Regions from separate parts of the Mus musculus genome. Here region 1 is linked to region 2. Evidence: chromatin contacts called from public Hi-C data. All regions are on one chromosome and are shown on one strand. Each heading gives the region's core, a stretch centred on a gene start, on an enhancer-like site or on the middle of the called end of the contact. The rest is flanking DNA. Distances are from core to core; before and after follow the strand shown.

The links. A called contact is a pair of places that touch in the nucleus more often than the background predicts.
Region 1: a Hi-C map of bone marrow-derived macrophages shows a contact between it and region 2, with 2.4 times the contacts expected there. The contact joins two enhancer-like sites. A contact is called at or near these places in 1 of 39 promoter capture datasets (the 3T3-L1 cell line), 1 of 484 Hi-C or Micro-C datasets (bone marrow-derived macrophages), 5 of 115 datasets of contacts at active chromatin or transcription factors (bone marrow-derived macrophages, embryonic stem cells, extraembryonic endoderm stem cells and 1 more) and 4 of 9 other capture datasets (adipose tissue, embryonic stem cells, liver and 1 more).

The regions. Positions count from the first base shown.
Region 1 is chr10:83,632,968-83,636,322 of GRCm38.p6, forward strand. The region is part of intron 2 of Appl2 (adaptor protein, phosphotyrosine interaction, PH domain and leucine zipper containing 2); the gene reads right to left. Among named protein-coding and RNA genes, the nearest start is that of Appl2, 14 kb to the right of the region's middle. Within about 2 kb of position 1,729, at least 51 of the 459 cell types and tissues checked have an H3K27ac peak or open chromatin away from gene starts, as enhancers often do. A contact at or near this core is called in bone marrow-derived macrophages, where this site is marked.
Region 2 is chr10:83,564,246-83,567,873 of GRCm38.p6, forward strand. It overlaps Washc4 (WASH complex subunit 4), which reads left to right. Exons shown (of 33, transcript NM_001033375.2): 14 at 166-292. Among named protein-coding and RNA genes, the nearest start is that of Washc4, 22 kb to the left of the region's middle. Within about 2 kb of position 1,641, at least 17 of the 459 cell types and tissues checked have an H3K27ac peak or open chromatin away from gene starts, as enhancers often do. A contact at or near this core is called in bone marrow-derived macrophages, where this site is marked.

The DNA of each region.
Region 1 (3,355 bases), core at 479-2,978, 69 kb after region 2:
CCAGAAGACTAGGCGTTGCCAGGAGCGAAGGCTGTGTGCCAAGCACCAGACAGGCCCCAAGGCAGATGAGGTGGAGAGGCCATCACTGTTGCTGTGTCCCAGAGGATGCTGCTGGGGCTCATCTCGTGTTCTATAGCAGCAACTCTGCTGCTGACAACCCAAGGACTGAAGAAAACTCACAGTGACTTATCTTGCCGGCATCCACAGTCACAGAAAAGCAGCCAGGACTGGGGTTCTGGCCTGTTGAGGCTAAGGTCACTGGTTAACCCTGTGCTGAGGATGAATCAAAGTGGCCTTTTGATGCCACAAAGGCTTCGGGAGCTGCAGGCTGAAGCACTGCGGAGCCCGCATGCAGAGCAGCCAATGGCTAGGCTCTGTACAGCTGCCTCCCTAGACCTCACAGCTCTGCCCCTCACAGCTGAAGCTGCAACCAGCTTCTCAGTCTCAGGCAGGTAAATAAACCTGTCTGACTGTCAGGACCCTGAAATGTACTAATTAAAATAATCTGGATTTAAAACTAATGAAAGGAGGAAAGTCACTCTAGGTTTAAAAACTGAGCCCCACCTCCAACAACTAAAGAGTTATCGGGCTCAGAAACCACGCTGTTCTATATGGACAGGAAAAGCCTCTGAAAGGCAAAGCCTTAACTGGGGCTGACCAGTTTGTCAATGGAGACCAGCGTGTCAAGAACACAGCACCACACACAGGAGTGACTTCAGGCTTTTCTGGTTCTGCCACTCGTCGACTGTGTGGCCTGAGGCAATCTACACAACTTCTCTGAGTCTTAGATTCTTTACCATATAATAATCTTTAATTAGGAAAACTAAATGAGATAATGTGCAGGAGGTGCCTGGCCTGGTGTGTGACACTTGTGTGTGTAAGGGATAGAGAATCCCTGTCTGCCTCCTACAGGTGTGTGACACTTAGGTGTGTGACACTTGTGTGTGTCTAAGGTATAGAAGAACCCTGTCTGCCTCCTACAGTCTCCCCCTTGGCTGTCACAAGCTCACACCATGGATGCCTGCTGCTCTCACTGCTGCCCAAAGGAATGGGACCTTGTTCAGCTTAATATCTCTCTCTCTCTCCTCTCTCCTCTCTCTCTCCATCTATTGTCTATTATCTGTCTATCCGTAAACTATCTATAAACCATCTATCTACCTTCCTACCTACCTTTTATCTATCTATCTACCTACCTACCTACCTACCTATAAACTATCTATTGTCATCTAAAGAATATTTCTTTTAACATTTATTTGGTGTGTGTGTGCAAGCATGTGGAAGTTAAAGACAGCTTTTGGGAGTCAGTTCTTTTCTTTCACCAGGGAATTAAACTCTGGTCATCAGGCTTGGTGGTAAATACCTTCACCTGCTGAGCCACCTCTCCTGCCCGAGAACATTGCTGTGTTTAAATAACTTTACTCCCCTTCTCTCCTATCTTGGCCTCAGCTTGAGATTATACTGTTTCCACATCTAAAAAGGGATTTTAGGGCCCACAGTTTTCAGATGTTTGGGATGTACTATGTCTATGCTCCTCAGGTTTGGTGAAGAACAGCCTCAGAGCTGGCTGTGGGGGTGCACAACTTCATTCCAGGCTGCTCAGGGCTGCACAGTGAGACCCTGTGTCAACAAACAGAAAGATGAAGGAAAATCCCCAAACAGAAAAGAGCAGAGATGTGGCTGGACTGCCGGCTTTGCTGAGAGGAAGTGAACAAGCCCACGGTAACCACGGTAACCACGGCTGTCACTCAGAAGAGATCCACCAGGGCAGGAGAGAGGTCAGCAGGGAAGAGCACTTGCTGCTCTTGCAAAGCTCTGGAGTTTGGTTCCCAGCGCCCATGGCAGTGGCTCTCAACCTCTTATAACTCCAGCTCCAGGAGATCTAACACCCTCTCCTGGTCTCCAGGGACACCCACACATATGTATGTACACACATATACACTCAAACCACATATATACAACATCACACACACATCACACATAACACAAACATACACACTGACACACAGCACACACACTAACACACATCACACACACAACAGAACACACCCATGTGGGACCATAATGGCCAAGGATTCCAGAGGAAGGGTCAACAGAGCTTCAACCCCAAATACCTCAAACTTGAGGATGGCAGGAGTTGCCTCCCTCCCCACCTCCCAACCTGGTTCTACAAAGGCAGCCCCCTCAGATCAACCCTAGTAAGAATTTACTACCCTGACAGTAAATTACCAGGCTTCACTCCTTGTTTGACCTTATAAGATCCCAACCCCCACCCCACCCCACCCACCGTACCCTACGCCCCCCTGATTATGTAGAAGAAATATCTTCTAACACCTCTGCCCTGGCCAACGGCACACAGCCACACAATCCTCGCCCCTAGAGATCCTGGCCACCTCCCCAGGGGCACAGATACCTGGCTTATCACCCCTCCAATAAACAAACTAGTTCTCTGAAGCTCTTCCTGGGTGTGTGCATTGCACTCACTCTCGCCTGGCTAAGCTTCCTTCCCTCCAGTCCAGCCCGGGCTACCCTGATGGCAGACTGGACACAGTGTCTACAGTGTCTCTCTCTCTCTCTCTCTCTCTCTCTCTCACACACACACACACACACACAGAGAGAGAGAGAGAGAGAGAGAGAGAGAGAAATATTTTTTAAACTTTAAGTTATTAAAACACTGTTCCCAGACCAACAACCAGAGTGGCTTGTCTTCCACTAGAGGAGAAAGGTGGGCTGTAAGAACTGCTGACTTTACTAACTAACCCCCGGCAACAGCAGGCAGCCTTCCTGACCACAGTCAGAGCCATCACTCCCCTGGTCCATATCTCAGTATGACAGCTGAGAGAAGGAGCTAAGCAGCTCTCTCCTAAGCCTGAGTAAGTCCAACATTAAACAAATAAAACAACTCTAACTTTGGAAAGGAAGAATTATCAGAAACGTGGATTTAAAGCAAGTATCCTATCAAATCTATTGAATGCAAAATCTGTGCCAACTTAACTGCATATATATCTTTGTGTTCTTGCTCAGGCCCCCCAGGCACCTTGAACTTACTTGTCCGGTGGTCTGAAAGCAGCAGAGAGCCCTAAACAAGCTTTTGCTCTGTTAGTGACGCAGGGGGCTCACCTTCTCGGTGGTGAACAGCCACAATGGGGCTCACTTTGCTCCGAGCCTGGGCAATGGCTCTTCTGGCAGCTAAAAGACAAAACAGGGCCACACGAACTGGTGCCCGGAGATACCAAACAACCCCCTTGCTAAGTCACAGGCTCATTCCAGCGGTTAAGCCAAATAAAATCTAAAAGCTCCCTCAAACCAGCCAAAGTAGAGGGTCTGCTTCGGAACCCTCTCTACTTCTCTTTCACTG
Region 2 (3,628 bases), core at 391-2,890:
TAATGTCTGTCTTGCATAGGTACTCACTGCATAGTTATAAGTTCAGTAACTTATGTGTGCATATAGGATTCCTTTTGAAGGCTTGAGCATACAATTACTGCTGGAAGGGGTATTTTACTCTTGTCATATGAGACGTGGACATATATTTTTGTGTTCCTTTGCTAGAGATGTGCAGTCTTACTACGTCTTTGTGAGCTCATGGATGATGAAGATGGAGTCTATGTTATCTAAAGAGCAGAGGATGGATACATTTGCTGAAGACCTCACCAACAGATGCAATGTTTTCATACAGGTAGTTGTGTGTTCTTAGAATGTTTTGGGTATAATTTCAAATTTGTGACTTGAATTTACAGGAGTTACACTCGGCCACAACTCTGGAAAGGAGGGTTATGTTTATATTTAAACAGAATGAGGAGCTACAGAGATAGCTCGCGGTGGGAGCACTTGCTCCTGCAAAGATCCCATGTTTGATTGCCTGGCTTTAGGGGAGTCAGTGCCTCTAGCTCCCTGGGTAAGTACATTTATGTTTATGAAAGGCGAGGTCCTGAAGAGCACACTCGGGCCGTCAAGCTTAGCCGCAAGTGCCCTTACCTGCTTGCCAGCGCTCCTTTGGGTGTTCTTGAAAGATTATCTTTTTATTTCCAGATACATGAGGATTTCTTTTACCTTTAATTTAAAAGATTACATGTATTTAGTCTGTGTGCAACTGTATTAATATCAGACACAAATGATCTCCAACAAAAAGCATCACTAGAGATCAACATGTCCCAGGAAGTAGCAATACATGTTGCTCTCTACTGATGCTTTCTGTTGGAGATCATTTGTGTCGGATACTAACGCCGTTGCACAGTGTTTCTTTTGGCTAATGTCTACATGATGTGTCTTTACTGAGCCTTCCATGCAGCCTTTGTAGCTTCTTACATGGAATGTGTGTCTTCTGTAAACAGTGTATATTTTCCCTCAGTCTGGTTTTGTTTGGTTTGTGAGTGAGAGAGTGAGTGTACGTGTGTGGATGCGCTTGATTCTGTGGATGTATGTGGAGGACAGAGCTTAGTATTAGATGTCTTCCTCAATTGTTCTTCACCTCACTTTTGAGGTAGTCTCTCACTGAACCTGGAGCTCACTGTTTGAGCTGGAGCAGCCGAGTAGCAATTCCTTTGGGAGATGTCTGTTCCTCTAAGCTAGGTTTATAGACAGGCACCCCTGTGCCCAGCTTTTTAAATGGGTCTAGTGACCTGAACTTGGGCACCCTTGAGTGTGTTGCCCACTGAGCCATTTCCTTAGCCACCATCTTTGTCTTCTTATCGGGCCATGAGCTGGTTTCTGCCCTTGTTCTCTGTTTCTGACAGAGCCTCTGAGAAGCAGCTTCAGTGTCAGCCTCACTGCTCTAGGTTCCCCCCAGAGCTTGACCACTCACTTCCTCATTTTCCTGGGAGCTCTTTGATGCTTTCCGCGAGTGTTACCAAGCTCTTCTAATGGTTCTTACTAGGAAAGTCATCTGTGTTATGTATTCTGTCCGTAACAGTAAAGACAAACAGGTTGTTTGTGGCGTGAGCAGTTAACATACTTGAAGACTCCCACCAAAAGCTGCTCTCTCTTTTTTTAGATTTATTTTTATTTATTATTATATGTAAGTACACTGTAGCTGTTTTCAGGCATTCCAGAAGAGGGCACCAAATCACATTACAGATGGTTGTGAGGCACCATGTGGTTGCTGGGATTTGAACTCAGGATCTTCGGCGCTGAGCCATCTCACTAGCCCAAGGCTTCTCTGTCTTGCCTGCCTTGGATGCTTACCATTTCTTATTCTGCTTTTAGCTTTCCCAGTGGTACATAAAAGTGCAGTCTAATGTGATAATCCTCTAGCTGACAAGGTAAAACTAGAGTATGTCACAAGCCTCAGTCTTGTGCCACTCTCTCAGGACACTGTCCTCTGTTATATTCCTTTGTTCTCTAAATTGAGCACATCTCTTCAACACAGAGCTAGTAAGGTTCAGGGAAACTGGCTCTGCCACTTTGCTAGTCAGAAATAGTCAATCCTGGATTAGTGCTTTCTTACATGTGCTTAGGAAGCAGACTAGCAGGCACTTAGCCAAATTAATCAAAGGACAGAAGAGAAGATCTAAATTAATAAAATTACACATAGAGGGGAGGATTACAACAGACACTGAGGACATTCAGAGAATGATAAGACATATTTAACCTGTAAAGTAGTAGGATATAAACTTAGCCCACAGAAGTCAGCCGTCTTCTTATATACAAATGACAGACATAGTGGAAGTCAGGAAACAGTGTCTTTTATAATAGCTTAAAAAAATATGTGTATCTTGGGATAACTCTAACCAAACAAGTGAAAGACTTATACAATAAAAATGTTGAGAGTGAAGAAAAGAAATTGAAGACACCAGAAGATGGAAAGACCACCTATTCTTTTGGATTAATAGTATGAAAATGCCCGTTTTACAAAAGGCAATCTTTAGATTCAATACAATTCCCATCAAAATACCAACACAGTTCTAAGTAGAAATTGAACAAAACAATCTTCAACTGCATATGGAAACACAAAAGCTTAGGATGGTTAAAATAATCCTGAATAATAAAAGAACTGCCAGACATATGATCATCCCAGATACCAAGTTGTAATACAGAGCCGTAATAATAAAAGTGGCATGGTTGTGGCCTACAAACAGACACGTTATCAGTGGAATCAAATTGAAGACCCAGATATCACACACACACACACCTACTTGTGGACACCTCGTTTGAACAAAAAGTCAAAAGTAGACACTGGAGAAAAGACGGTATCTTCAGCAAGTGTTGGTGCTGGTCAAGCGATGGATACATGTAGAAAAATTCAGTAGACCCATTCTGTACTGTACAATAGACCCATACTGTACAAAACTCAACTACAGAGGAGTCAGGGGCCTCAGCATAAGAGCAGTTTCCCAAATCTGAGAAGTGAAAGTAAGAATAGATTTAAACTCATTGGCACAAGAAGGATTTTCTGGACAGGACACTGGTAGCATTGGCCCAAAGACCAGTGATGAATAAATGGAAGTCCATTAGCTGGGAAGCTCAGGGACTCAAAGGACTCTATCACTGGGGCAGAGTGACAGCTAAAGAACTGGAAAACATCTTTACCGATTGCCAGTCTGATAGAAGGTTAATATCTAAAATACATAAAGACTAAAAATACTGACCATCCAGAAAATAACCCAGTTAAATGGAGTACAGAGCTAAGCAAAGAAAGATGAGGCACAGATAGCTGAGAACAAAGCAGTACTACATCCTTCGCCATCGGGGAAATAGAAATTACAACTACTTTGGGATTTCATCTAATCCCATTCAGAATGGCCAAGATATAAAACAGAAGATGGCTGTTGAGGATGAGGGAAAGGAGAGCATTCATTCATTGGTAGGAGTGCAAACATGTACAGCCAATCAGTGTGGTTCCTCAGGAAGTCAGGAATCAGTCAACCTCAAGATCCAGCTATCTGCTCTTGGGAATAAGGACTCTATATCTTACTGCAGAGATTCCTGCTCATCCATGGTCACTGCCCCTCTATTCATAATAGCCAGGAAGTGGACACAGCATAGACGTTCCTCAGCAGAAGAATGGATAATGAAG